Regions from separate parts of the Mus musculus genome. Here all the other regions are linked to region 4. Evidence: chromatin contacts called from public Hi-C, HiChIP or PLAC-seq and promoter capture Hi-C data. All regions are on one chromosome and are shown on one strand. Each heading gives the region's core, a stretch centred on a gene start, on an enhancer-like site or on the middle of the called end of the contact. The rest is flanking DNA. Distances are from core to core; before and after follow the strand shown. Region 1 holds the start of Slc30a7 (solute carrier family 30 (zinc transporter), member 7). Region 2 overlaps Extl2 (exostosin-like glycosyltransferase 2). Region 3 holds the start of Vcam1 (vascular cell adhesion molecule 1). Region 4 holds the start of Agl (amylo-1,6-glucosidase, 4-alpha-glucanotransferase).

Region 1 (3,015 bases), core at 299-2,798, 800 kb before region 4:
TGTGCATGTGCCTGTGAGGTGGAGAAAAGAATGTCAGACCCTTGAAGCTGGAGTTACAGGCAGTTGTGAGCCACCAGATATGGTGCTGAGAACGAAATCCTGATCCTCTGCAAGAGCAGTGAGCACTCTCAACTTCTGCCCCTCTTTTATCGATTCTTAGAAGGGAATAAAATCTAGAAATGGAGTTAGCACACTTCAGAAGTGTGCTCATTCTGTTATTTGCAGAGCAGTTTCACAAGCCCAGAAGTTATCCCACAGCAAATACTTAAATTCCAGTGACTTTACTTCCTTAGCGACACCGGACTCTCTTCGACCCAAATCTTGACACCATAAAACAAAAACAAACAAACAAAAAAGCCCAAAGGTGACACCAAAGCCTTCAAGTCAAAATGGCATTCTCAGAAAACTGTATGGGATTTTCTACTGCAGTAAAGATACAAGGAAAATCCTAAGACAGTTTCACTGGAAAAGAGAATGGCATATGCTTTGCCAACGGTCTCTTCACAAACCTCTTCAAAAGTCATTCAAAGGCAATCATAAATTTAACAGGGCCATTCAGATCTTTCTCTCTCAGAATCTTAGGAGTGAAATCCAAAAAAAAAAAAAAAAAAAAAAAAAAAAGCCACACCCACAGGTAGGTTAGCTAACAGGATCCTCTCATTTTTCCTGAGGCATAGCTAAGGCAAGCTGTTAAAGAGATTCATTGCATCTGCCAAATAAAAAAGTAAAAAAAAAATATGAGGAGGGGGCCTGTTTGTCAGTTCTGTTTAATGGAGTTGCAGGAAATGAGAGTCCCCGATCTTAGAACTGCAGCCCTTCCCTTTTGGTGAGAGTACGCTGAGAGCAACTCAGCAAAAGTGGTAGTGGCAAAGGTAAGACGTGAACCTGCCGGTAAGGAGCTACGTGGCACTAAGCAAATAGTGGCTTGTCTCCCTCACCCTCTGCTTCCGCCCCAATCATCTTCCCCTTTGGTTACCAGTTGCTCCAGATGCCGTAGAGTAGTTCCACAAAAGCGAAAGAGAGGTTCAGGCACAGGAAGAAAAACAGGTTCCGGGATGTCTTGTCCGACAGGATGGACCTGGGCACGATACAGGTGATCAGAAGCAAGCAGGAGCCAAGGGGGTTGCGGGGACCCCTCAAAACCCACCCAGTCCGCATGCTCGTTCCACCACAGCAGGAGGGTGACGCTCCCATGCTGGACCTCAGGCCATCCTTAGCACCCAGCTTTGTCTCAGCATCCCGGGCAGCCCCCTCCCAGCAATCACAGCACCCCGCACCTAAACCAGCCTGAGATCTTGCCGAACAGATTGAACTTGGGTGGTTTGTATTCATCATCCTTGATGGACAGGGGCAACATCTTCTCCACCCGGCGAAGGGCCGGGTCTCCGTCCCTCTAGAAGTGACTCGGTATGGTGGCGGCAGTGACAGCGGTGACGCTTCAAACGCGGACCCCAAAGCGCTTGACCGCCGCGGCACCGCCGCGAGACACAGACACAGACACACACCCGGGAATTCGAGGACTTCCGGCCCGGGCCGCGCAACGCGTCCTGGGACGGGAAAGCGGGAGGCGGGGGCGGGGACTCCGGCAGGGGAGGGGCTTACGGGGAGGAGGCGGGGCTTGGGGGCTGCGGAAAGTCCGAGCTGAAAGCTTGGGGATCTATCTCTAGCTGAGCTAGGGGTCCTATCTCCTGAACTCACGAAAGATACCCCTGCTGGCTCTCTGCAGACGTGGCTGACTGGTTCAGGGCCCGCTGTCACCCACCCAGATCGCCCATCACTATCGTCCCCGGATGCAGTGCAGCCCGCTCCTGCTCCTTCAGCATTAACCCCCTAAAGGACCTCAAATCCCCGCTGTGCCTTAGGCAGCATCACTGAAAAGCCCAGGCGGCCACGTGCTGCGCCGCCACTGCACGGGATGTGCGAGAATGGCTTCCCGAGGTCAACGCTAAGGGAGTCCACCCCCACCCGCGGAAACCGTCACGCGGGACGCGATCGTTGAGTGCTTTGCAAAAGAAACACTTAAAGGTATTTTAAAACGTCCTTTAGGAAGAGGGCCATAGACTATGGCCTTGAGGTCCGCTTCTTGCTGTTTCTCCCCTGCAACCTCATTCGGTTGTAGCCCTGAAGGCAACCGCAGACAGGTTCCTTTAGCATCCTTGTCACCCCCAAGACAGTAGCTGTCACTATGGTCCATTTCAGGAGGTGCAGATACAAGCCTGTTGGGTGGGAGGCTGGGGATGAGCCTTGTGGGCCTGGGCTGGCTAGAGAGACACTCTCCAGCATCTTTCTAGGGGATTGTTTAGACAAGGTCAGCTGGCCGATCACGTGAATGATTAAAAGTTATTACCTAGAAGGGGAAACCCGGAAAGGGGGTCTGGTTTGGGGAGGTGGCTTGGAAACTACAAAACCGAGCTTCTTGGGAAAGCCTTTTTGCCTAACAGGAAGTGGAGCGTCACCCAAAGCGAGGGAGGGGTGGCCACTCAGGAACTGTCCCCTGCTCCAGGCACTCACTTTGCAGGCGGCGCATTTCCTAGGTTATCAATTGGACGGGCAGAGAGGTTGGAAGCCCGGTTTAGGAAAGGGGTGGAAAAGAGGCAAGCAAAGGAGACTCTCCTTTCGATTTATGCTAACCAAGCTGCAAATAAACCCGCTGGCCCCGCTGCAATCTTCTGCACTAGAGGTGAGGCAACTGTGAAATTCTCTTTCATTGATTTTATCTTTCCATTTGGGACCTCTGCTTGTTTTGCCCTCGTTCTTGGAACTTTGTGGGTAGGAAGGATTTATTCTGTAATTTAGATTTTTGAAAATAGATCTTGATTTTTTTTTAATGTTCCTCTTTAAAAACTGCTGGTAACAAACGGCTTGATTCTATAAGTTCTAGGACAAACATGTCTCTTTTGTCTTTGCCTTTCTTGGACCATTATTGTCATGTAAGCAAATATTCTCAATTAGTAGCATTTACTTTTTAAAGGCTACTCTGTTGTTGTTGTTCAGAGCAGTTTTTCAATTCTACCC
Region 2 (3,185 bases), core at 467-2,966, 780 kb before region 4:
ATGTCAGTTACATGCTTTGTCCACATTTGGTAATACACTTTTGCTTCTTGGTTGTCCACATTTGGTAATACATTTTTGCTTCTTGGTCATCCACTGTCAAATAAATAAACGTCAGCTGGCCACTGTGTTAATAACTGAGCGGGTGCTCTGGTGACGTGTTCCGTGTTTCTCTGTACTTGGCAGTACCACTCACTGTGAAGCTGAAAACTTGATGTGTTCACCAGGAATAAGTTTCCTATTGGGAAGATAGCCCTGTGTTTGATTGAAAATTTTAAATAACCATGTGAATTGTACTATTTTCTCTCATATTATGAATCATCAACAAAAATACTTTTAGGTCTATATAAGAAAGATTTCTACACTGTGGCTAGACCTCCTAAGACCATCTTTCCATGAAAACCTTTTACTCGTACTCCACATGATCCAAAATCACTTGTGCGGGCTCAAAACTACACCTGTGTAGCAGTGTAGCTCAGGAGTGAAGCCTACAGGCTCTGCTATTAGACTCCGGGACGAAATCCTTGCCAGACATCACATTTGAAGAGCCCCTGTTTGTCAAAATGTGATTGTTTTATATATATCCTAAACGTTGGAAAACTAAGGACAGGTTAATATTCATAGGTTTTATTAAGAATTGGTTTTAAATAATAAGAGAGGTGGTATGTCTGACTAGAGTCATACGTCATAGTCATAGCGGCTTCCCCATTTCAGATGTTCAAAGCGTTAAAGCTGTTAGGTTGCTCTAATGCTAGAAAACCCAACATCCACAAAGGGAGATACGGAGAGCACTGTCTGTGCACAGTACCCAGGAACCAAAGGCTTGTTCCTTGTTTTCATTCTTTATATACTTTCCCCCCTGTGTTTTGTTTTGGAGACAGTTTTATCCTTTAATGTAGGCTGGCCTCAAACTCAAGGCCCCTCCTGCCCGAGTCTCCCAAAATGCTGAGATTAGAGACATGAGACATCATCACACCTGGCTCTTCACATTAAAGCCACAGTACGTATGTATTCTATCAGTTTGGACACATTTACAGCAGTGTAAAGAAATCAAAGATCACCCCTGTAATCCCAGCACTCAGATGGCTGAGGGAGGAGAATTCCTGTGAAGATCAGCCCTGCTACAGAGTAAGACCCTCTCTCTCTCTCTCTCTCTCTCTCTCTCTCTCTCTCTCTGTGTGTGTGTGTGTGTGTGTGTGTGTGTGTGTGTGTGTGTGTGTGTGTGTGTGTGTTGGTTAGAGGACAACGTTTCAGAGTCAATTAGATCCTCCCACAATGTGGGTTAGAAGTATCAAGCTCAGATGCTTAGGCTTCGTAGCAAGTGCCTTTCCCACTAAGGCTTCTCCCCAGCCCTGAACAGATGCTTCCGTAGCACCAGGACTCCCCAGCCTGCTCCCTTGTCATCCCACTGTGAGGAGACCAGGACTCTGTACTCCCCAGCCTGCTCCCTTGTCATCCCAGTGTGAGGAGACCAGGACTCTGTACTCGCCAGCCTGCTCCCAGTTCACTTGCTACCTCCTTGCTATGCAATACTGGATACATCACCCTACCTTACAGATCTATGAGCATAGCCCGTGATTGTTCCCTTAAAATGAAGTCCAACGAAATTGCACACCTGGATCGATCTAGTGAGATTCATTTCTTTTATGGGCTTTGATACATACTGCTAGATTCCTCTACAACTGTTGTCATGGTGACACTATTAATAGCACATCTGAGAACACCTGTTTCCCCCAGCCTTCCTGACTTCCGGCATTTCCGTTTTCCTGTCATCTGCTCGTTCCACATAAAATATCTGAGGGTTTCAGGGTATTAAAGGCTTCTCCTTCACAGAACTTGATGTTGAGGAGGCCGAACAGACAGACAAGGAAGTGTTCAGTGACAGCTCAAAGGGCGGTAAAAGCTTCAGGAAGCTTTAAAAATGCTTCTAGGAACTATTTCCAGGTTGCTGTATAGACATGTAATTAATAGACCGCCGATGTCAGCTTTTGTCTTACTAAGACTCCCAACTTTGTTCTCCCTCCACCCCGCCCCAACACACAAGTCCTGGTCTTGATTCACCTCCATATTCTCTCCTTCTGTGAAGTCTCTCACAACATAAAACCCATTTATTTTCTAACACACACTTGCACTGGGTCCTGACCCTTCTTAATGTCCTTCCCTGTAGGGTAAGGATGAAAGGAACATTTGCCATGAAACTTTACATGTTGCACTTGTTTGGGAAGGATGCTGTATACCAGAAAGAATTTGACAGTGCCTTCAGAAATCACAGAAATACCCATCAAAGAAAAAGGACCGTGCAGCCAGGTGATTTTTGAAGTTAGTTATGAAGTATGGGTGGATCAAAATCATAGCGTTGAAAGAGAGCAAGCCTCTGCAAACACCAAAACAGTTTAGGAAGCCCACTGCAGCAAAGGATGTGCTTGCTTGCTTGTTTGTTTGTTTGCTTGTTTGTTTTTGCTCTGTAGTCCAGTCTGGTCTTTAGTTTATCATCTGGCTCATCCTTCAGTTTAGGGTCTTCCTGTCTCAGTGTCTTGATCACTGGGATTATAGGCAAGGGTATCATGCCTGTCCACAGAGAGAATTCCCATGAAATTTATGTGACAGAGTCTCTGTATCTCAGCATTTCATTGATTTCCGAGAAGAAAATATCAAAAACCCAATTGGGGTTTTATTTTTTAGTTCTTTTTTGTTTGTTTGTTTTGCTTTTATCACAAGAAAGCAGCTTTATTTCATACCAGGTGTTAACTTGGACTAATCGTGTGTGTGTCTGTGTGTGTGTGTGTGTGTGTGTGTGTGTGTGTGTGTGTGTGTGTGTTTCTAGGCCATCTGGCAGTTTGGGGCAGATTGTTCTGGTTGTTACAACTGGAGGTGTGCTACTCACCACTGATATGTTAAGGGGATGTTGCTAAGCACCCACCAGTGAACAGAGAGGATTTGACAGTGACACAGCTGAGAAAAAGCCTGCTTAGCACCATTTGTTAGGTCATTTGGTTATTACTTATCTACATGGCATGACTTCTCACCTGTAAGTTCCATGCTAGTGTGACAATGCCTATGGGGATGCAAACTCGAGGGAAAATGTGCTTGTCTGATAACACGTCCAGTGTGTGAGGCTGTGAGCATGGCTCCATCAGAAAGCCACAGACATCTCCTGTGATGGCTTTTTCGGACTGATTCCTCTCCTC
Region 3 (2,737 bases), core at 69-2,568, 680 kb before region 4:
TTAGTTTCCTGTTCTTAACTAGCTTCTTCTTTCTCTGGCTTTATTGAAATTGTGCATTTGCTAGCTAAAAATCTAGATACTCTTTAAAAGTCTCTGTTTAATATATCGTTAATTTTTTTTCAAACAAAATCAAGAGAAAGCAAAAGCTCCTTCCTTCACTTACAGTAGATGTCCACGTGGATACTTCGTTCCAGCTTCCCAGAGCCACATGTTGCTGTGCACAGGTAAGAGTGTTCATTCTCAAAACTGACAGGCTCCATGGTCAGAACGGACTTGGACCCCTCCGTCCTCACCTTCGCGTTTAGTGGGCTGTCTATCTGGGTTCTCCATGAGAACAATGGTGACTCGCAGCCCGTAGTGCTGCAAGTGAGGGCCATGGAGTCACCGATTTGAGCAATCGTTTTGTATTCAGGGGAGATCTCGATTTTAAAAGCTTGAGCTGAAAAGAGAGAGAGAGAGAGAGAGAGAGAGAGAGAGAGAGAGAGAGAGAGAGAGAACAAGTTTACCATGGTCTGCCCCATACTGTGTCCTTTTTCTCTTGCGCAGCAATACAGTGTCCAAAGCACAGCTGGGATGATCTACTTTTTAAACTGTCTCAGACTAATAGCACAAGACAGACCCAAAGCCCTGAAGTTGCTCTTGAGGAAGGTGCTGGAATCGTCACCGCGAAGAAGAATGCTCAGTTCTGACTTTGAAGCCCATTGCACAAAGTTTTTTTTTTTTTTTTTTTTTTTTTTTTTGTCACTTTCTAAGCTTGATTTCATTGTCGAATACAGGAAACTAAAGAGATAGACCCACTACCGATATAATCCAAATTACTCATTTGACAGTGGAAAGAAAATCCGTCCCCAGCTCTGTCAGAATACTGGCTCTTATAGCAAAGCTCTGTAGTACACCAGAAGCTGTAGATGTGTGAAATAGGTCAGGAACTTACAGACTGCAAACAGTATCCAAAGTACCGTTGAGGCTCCCAAGACCGCGACCATCTTCACAGGCATTTCAAGTCTCTGCTTCAAAGCCTTCTTTGTGCCCCACGTGAAAAGTGTCTGGGAAAAGTGTTCAGCCTCCAAAGCCAGCCGGGCTGGTGTGAGTGAAATAGAAAGTCTGCTCTTTATAAAGGGTCTTGCTAGAGAGGCGGAGGGAAATCCCTTCAAGGGGAAACCCAGAGCCAGGGAAAAAGTTTAACTGACAGCCAGCCAAGTCCCCACGTTAACCCCTTCAGCTGCTTTCTGGGCTGAAGTCATTCTGAGTCCTGGGAAACACGACACTTCCAAGTATATAAATCTCTGGCTTTTCCTGACCTTCAGCTCCGAAAGGGCTATCTCTCCTGAAAAGATGATTGCAAAATGAAACTGCCAACAGTGTGTGTGTGTGTGTGTGTGTGTGTGTGTGTGTGTGTGTGACAGCAAAGACAGAGATCACTCAGTAAATAACCACTGACTTTTCTTCATTAAGAAATGCATTTGCAATTTAAAAAATAAAAATTGTTCTCTTTCAACAAAAAAAGGAAAATATCCTTTATTTGTTTTTATTGACCCATTATCATGAGTCACTCTTTTAGAATGTGAGTCAGTAGTTCTTATTTTTATACTCTTTTATTCATAAGTGAATTTTTGACAAAAAAAAAACCTCCCTGAAATAACTTTCTGAAGTAGTAAATGAAAGGACGTTGATGCAGAATGAAGGGAATTATCTTTTCTTTTGTTTGACAATGCCCCAGCCCTTTGACCCATTGCTGGATGACAGGAAGTCTTTTGCAGACTTGAACGCTAAAAAATGGGATCTGTCTGCTAAATTTTTGTGGTGGATTTCTTTGGCTGCATTATTTAGCCACAAGTCCAATTGAATATGTAAACAGATTAGCTTTAGGAGATGAATTGACAACCATTTTTTTATTATTATTTTCTACTCCCAGTGAAATGACTTTTTGAAAGACTCAATTAAGTGTCTTAAATGCCTCTGTAGGTCTTACACATGCATAGCCCATGTCCTTGCAAAATGCTTGCCCATCAGAAAGAAACCGGAATAGCCACTTCCTTGTATTATACACATGTGGGTTTACCTCCCACATGGCATTATCAGTTCCCTGCATGGCCAGGACTAGTTCTTATTCATAGTTGTTTCTATTCCATATATATATATATATATATATATATATATATATATATATATATATATATAATGGTTTTATATATAACGACTATAAAACCTGCAGCATCTTCTAGATGTTTAAAATCTAGAAGAGAAACGTTCAAAATACTGAATGTAGTTCATAAGTGCCACGTGAGAGAAAAAAATAATTCCACAAGAAAGGTATAGTTCCCAGACATCTGGGCACATGTAAAATTAACAGTATCATGTCATTGGACAAAGGCTATCAGTGAGACCCACAGTCGCCAACTGCTCCAACCTGGCAGGAGAGACTTCTGAATTCCCTCTTGAGAATACATGTGGCTCCCACTGAGAGGCAAGTATAAAAGGGAAGTTGAGGGATATATTTTAGGGCTATGACGACATATCCAGGGATCGATGACATTAGCTGCCATGTCATCTAGAGGACCTCAACAATGTCATGTCATAAAAGGAGAGTATAGACTACCCCCTACTGATTCTCACCTTCTCCATAGATCAAAGGCATGTAAGAAAATGTTAATCCATGTCTTTGACACTTAAAAATAAATAACTACTTGGATCATGCAGACTCATCTTATTTGGTATCAGTTCTCACCCAAGTGAG
Region 4 (3,057 bases), core at 401-2,900:
CCCTAGCTCAATGTAGTTCTTTAAGTGATGGCTCCAACATGTTTCAACATCACCGAAGAGGTTTTTCCACTTTTTATTTGGCTTCATCTTCTACTTGCTTGAGAGGCTCCTGATAGGGTTAGCAAGCTCACTACGCCTTTTGCTGTACTCTACTCTCCCAGCGCTGAAGCTCAATAGAGGAAAAGAGTTTGCTCTGAAAAGCCACCCTACAGATATATGCAAAGCTACATTATATATGATTTCACGAGTTATAACAATAAATGCTATTACTAATAACATGCTCAATCTTTTAACTGCACACGCACTCTCTACCACTTCTTTTTCTCCCTAAGGTAGGGACTGAACCCAGGCTAGGCACAAGTTCTACCCACGAGGGACTTCCTATAACCTGTAGTGTCTGCCTCCGGTGGTCGTCTGCAGCAAGATGAGCTGAGCTATCTTTGTGCTAACGTGACAGGTCTATTCTTAATCAACATTCATTCCTCACCACCAATGTACCTACCATTTTGGCACAAATCAAGATCTATGAAATTTCAGCTAACTTAAAGTTATTTGAGTGCGCGAGTGTGTGTGTGTGTGTGTGTGTGTGTGTGTCTGTTCATGCAGAGGACTGAATCTACAGCCTCATTTATGCTAAGCATGCATTCTACCTGCCAACACCCAGTCCCTAATTTTAAGTTAAAAAAAAATCTAATAGAACGCCAATGCATTAAAAGACATAAAAAGAGCTAATCAAACAACTTGCAACGGACCTTGTTCAAGTCTGAAGAGGGTCTTCTCTAGCTTCTCCATCTCGTTCAGTAGTAAAATTCGAATCTGCTTACTGTGTTCCATTTTGGCTTCTGGAGGATTCGAACTCTTTCCGTAGAACTAAAAGGACTCCAAAGTGGAATGAGTTACCCCTATAAAACAAAGTGGAATTATTTAAAAAAAAAAAAAAAAGGAGAAGAAGAAGAAAAAAAAAAAGAAAGAAAGAAAGAAAAGAAAAGAAAATATGACCTAAAACTCTCTGGAGTTGACAGCGGCACTTACATGTCCTAGATAGGTTTAAAGCCAAGAAGAGCAATGAGAAAGAGCAAAATCTTGTCAGTAAAGCCCAACAAGGGAGAAGTTTCTTCTCTCTTGGAGCAGAATAAGAAAGCCTGAAGCAAAGATGTAGAGTCTTACACTCAGTTCAAAACAGAGCAGACCAACAAAACCCCTAAAGCATTCTCAGAGAAAAGCAATGCATCCGCGAAAACCCTGGAGTTCAGTGGCATAAATTCCGTTCCTGAGCCAGGGGGCCCTGAAAACTCCAAATGGCACTGTAGCCTCCAGCAGATCAGGCTGCTGAACAGGTGGAAGAGCGCCCAGTTCCCAAATTCGGGTCTGAAGCCACCAATAGGGAGGTGATTGGAGAGGTTAGCAGTTGCTGTCCCGGGAATAGCTGCGGCGGCGGTGGCATGCGATGTACAGAGCGGCTATAGATAGAAGGAATGCGCGTCCGGAGACGGACGCATTCCAGGCACTTACGAGCGGGATAGACGTGCGGCGTCGGGAGCGGGAGCCGGAGCCGGGTACAGCGGGAACGCCGGACGCAGCGGCGGCCCGGGGAGGGCAGGGCGGCCGTGAAGGGCACGGGGAGGGGCGCCGGGACCCGGGCCAGGGGACAGTGACAGGCCAGGGCCGCCGAGACTCCGCCCCCCGCGGCCGGAGGACGTGCCGACTCCGCTGGGCCCCGGACTAGCCTGGGGGGCGTGGCCCTGCCTCCCCGCCCACTTCCGGGAGCCATCGCCCCCGCTAGCACAGACCACTGATCTCGCGAGAGGTGGGCACGGCTTGTGGGTTTGAGGGGGTCTGGGCTTTGGGAACTGTCATTGCCCTGATGTGCGATCGCTCTGCCTCTCTAGGAAAAGTGAGTTCAAGAGCGAAGAAGAGCTGGGATAATGTTTAGTTAGGGACGTTCTTTCTGGGAAGAAAATGCAAAGTTGGGAAAACCAAGTTTCTTAAAATTCCCTGCTTGGCTTCATTAACCTTGTGACACACTGGTCGCTGGGAAGAGGGGACCTCAGCTAAGGAACTGCCTCCATCAGATTGGCCTGTGGGCTTGTGCATGGGAGCATTTTCTTGTTTTATGGTTGCTATATGGGAGGAAAATAGGCATGGCCACCCCTGGGCAGATGGGCCTTAGTTCCATAGGTAAACAGGCGGCCCAGCCCGGGAGGAGCAAGCCAGCAAGCTGCACTTCTCTATGGTCTCTGCTTGAGGTCCTGCCTCTGGGTCTTTCTCGTTGAGTTCCTGCTTTAACTTCCTCCAATAGAGCACTGTGACCAGGAAGTGTAAGCCAAACACTTTCTTTCCCCAACTTGCTTTTGGTTCAGGGTTTTGTCACAGCAAACATGCATTTTTATTTTTTATTTATTTTTATTATTATTATTTGGTTACCGTTGATTTAAAGACAAGGAAACAGACTCCCTCAAAGGTTAAGTAACATGCTTAAAGCCGCTTCATGAACAACGGAGTGTATGTGATTTCAAGTACATTCCCGATGATTTTGGTTCACTAAACCCTTCATCTAAGGTTGGCATTATTTTCCGTGGCTTGATATCAATAAGGACTTGGTAAAATGGAAGAATGAGTGTGCATTCTAGCTTATAAAGACGTTCTGGTTTTTCTGTGACAGTCATCTCAAGATTTCTCCTTCAGGTCTGATGTTCCCTTAGGCGTCTCTTCTGCTGTGTTCCTAGGAAGTGTGGAGGCCAGAGTGCGCCCTCTGTGAACTGGCTACAAACTCCTGCTTGACCATGAAATCCCCCAGTTGAAGGCTGCCTGCTAGACTAATGAACCCAGCAGGTCTTCGTTTGGGGAGGGTTGAAGAATGGGAGCCGGTGACTCAGATACCACACTCTATCGCTGTATGTTGGGTTTCTCTGATTTTCTTTTTTAAATGTAGATTACCCAAAGCGTTCTGATCCATAACTTCTCCATCTGAAATGTGGAGCATGGGTGCACGCTCTGACACTTTATCTGGTACAGATTCATCACACTATCCTCTGGCCAGCTCATTTTGCTGCTCCC

What was found. A called contact is a pair of places that touch in the nucleus more often than the background predicts. HiChIP or PLAC-seq counts read pairs in DNA pulled down with a chosen protein or histone mark. Capture Hi-C pulls out chosen DNA fragments and counts their contacts.
Region 1: a promoter capture Hi-C map of adipose tissue shows a contact between it and region 4, with 3 times the contacts expected there. The contact joins the promoter of Slc30a7 here to the promoter of Agl in region 4. A contact is called at or near these places in 19 of 39 promoter capture datasets (the 3T3-L1 cell line, 3T3-L1-derived adipocytes, the C10 cell line and 11 more), 9 of 484 Hi-C or Micro-C datasets (the G1E-ER4 cell line, bone marrow-derived macrophages, embryonic stem cells and 6 more), 17 of 115 datasets of contacts at active chromatin or transcription factors (the 230-238 cell line, the SCID.adh cell line, bone marrow-derived dendritic cells and 13 more) and 4 of 9 other capture datasets (adipose tissue, embryonic stem cells, liver and 1 more).
Region 2: an H3K27ac HiChIP or PLAC-seq map of large pre-B cells shows a contact between it and region 4, with 9 times the contacts expected there. The contact joins the enhancer-like site here to the promoter of Agl in region 4. A contact is called at or near these places in 17 of 39 promoter capture datasets (the 3T3-L1 cell line, 3T3-L1-derived adipocytes, the C10 cell line and 9 more), 2 of 484 Hi-C or Micro-C datasets (bone marrow-derived macrophages and rod photoreceptor), 3 of 115 datasets of contacts at active chromatin or transcription factors (embryonic forebrain, embryonic stem cells and large pre-B cells) and 2 of 9 other capture datasets (adipose tissue and liver).
Region 3: a Hi-C map of cardiomyocytes shows a contact between it and region 4, with 2.9 times the contacts expected there. The contact joins the promoter of Vcam1 here to the promoter of Agl in region 4. A contact is called at or near these places in 2 of 39 promoter capture datasets (cranial neural crest and hippocampal neurons), 1 of 484 Hi-C or Micro-C datasets (cardiomyocytes) and 1 of 9 other capture datasets (liver).

The regions. Positions count from the first base shown.
Region 1 is chr3:116,005,858-116,008,872 of GRCm38.p6, forward strand. It overlaps Slc30a7 (solute carrier family 30 (zinc transporter), member 7), which reads right to left and starts at 1,549. Exons shown (of 11, transcript NM_023214.7): 1 at 1,278-1,549; 2 at 977-1,078. The coding sequence starts at 1,357. It overlaps Extl2 (exostosin-like glycosyltransferase 2), which reads left to right and starts at 2,440. Exons shown (of 5, transcript NM_001163514.1): 1 at 2,440-2,680.
Region 2 is chr3:116,028,880-116,032,064 of GRCm38.p6, forward strand. It overlaps Extl2 (exostosin-like glycosyltransferase 2), which reads left to right. Exons shown (of 5, transcript NM_001163514.1): 5 at 1-137. Among named protein-coding and RNA genes, the nearest start is that of Extl2, 22 kb to the left of the region's middle. Within about 2 kb of position 1,717, at least 18 of the 459 cell types and tissues checked have an H3K27ac peak or open chromatin away from gene starts, as enhancers often do. A contact at or near this core is called in hippocampal neurons, where this site is marked.
Region 3 is chr3:116,128,370-116,131,106 of GRCm38.p6, forward strand. It overlaps Vcam1 (vascular cell adhesion molecule 1), which reads right to left and starts at 1,319. Exons shown (of 9, transcript NM_011693.3): 1 at 935-1,319; 2 at 164-439. The coding sequence starts at 998.
Region 4 is chr3:116,806,516-116,809,572 of GRCm38.p6, forward strand. It overlaps Agl (amylo-1,6-glucosidase, 4-alpha-glucanotransferase), which reads right to left and starts at 1,651. Exons shown (of 34, transcript NM_001081326.1): 1 at 1,513-1,651; 2 at 753-902. The coding sequence starts at 834.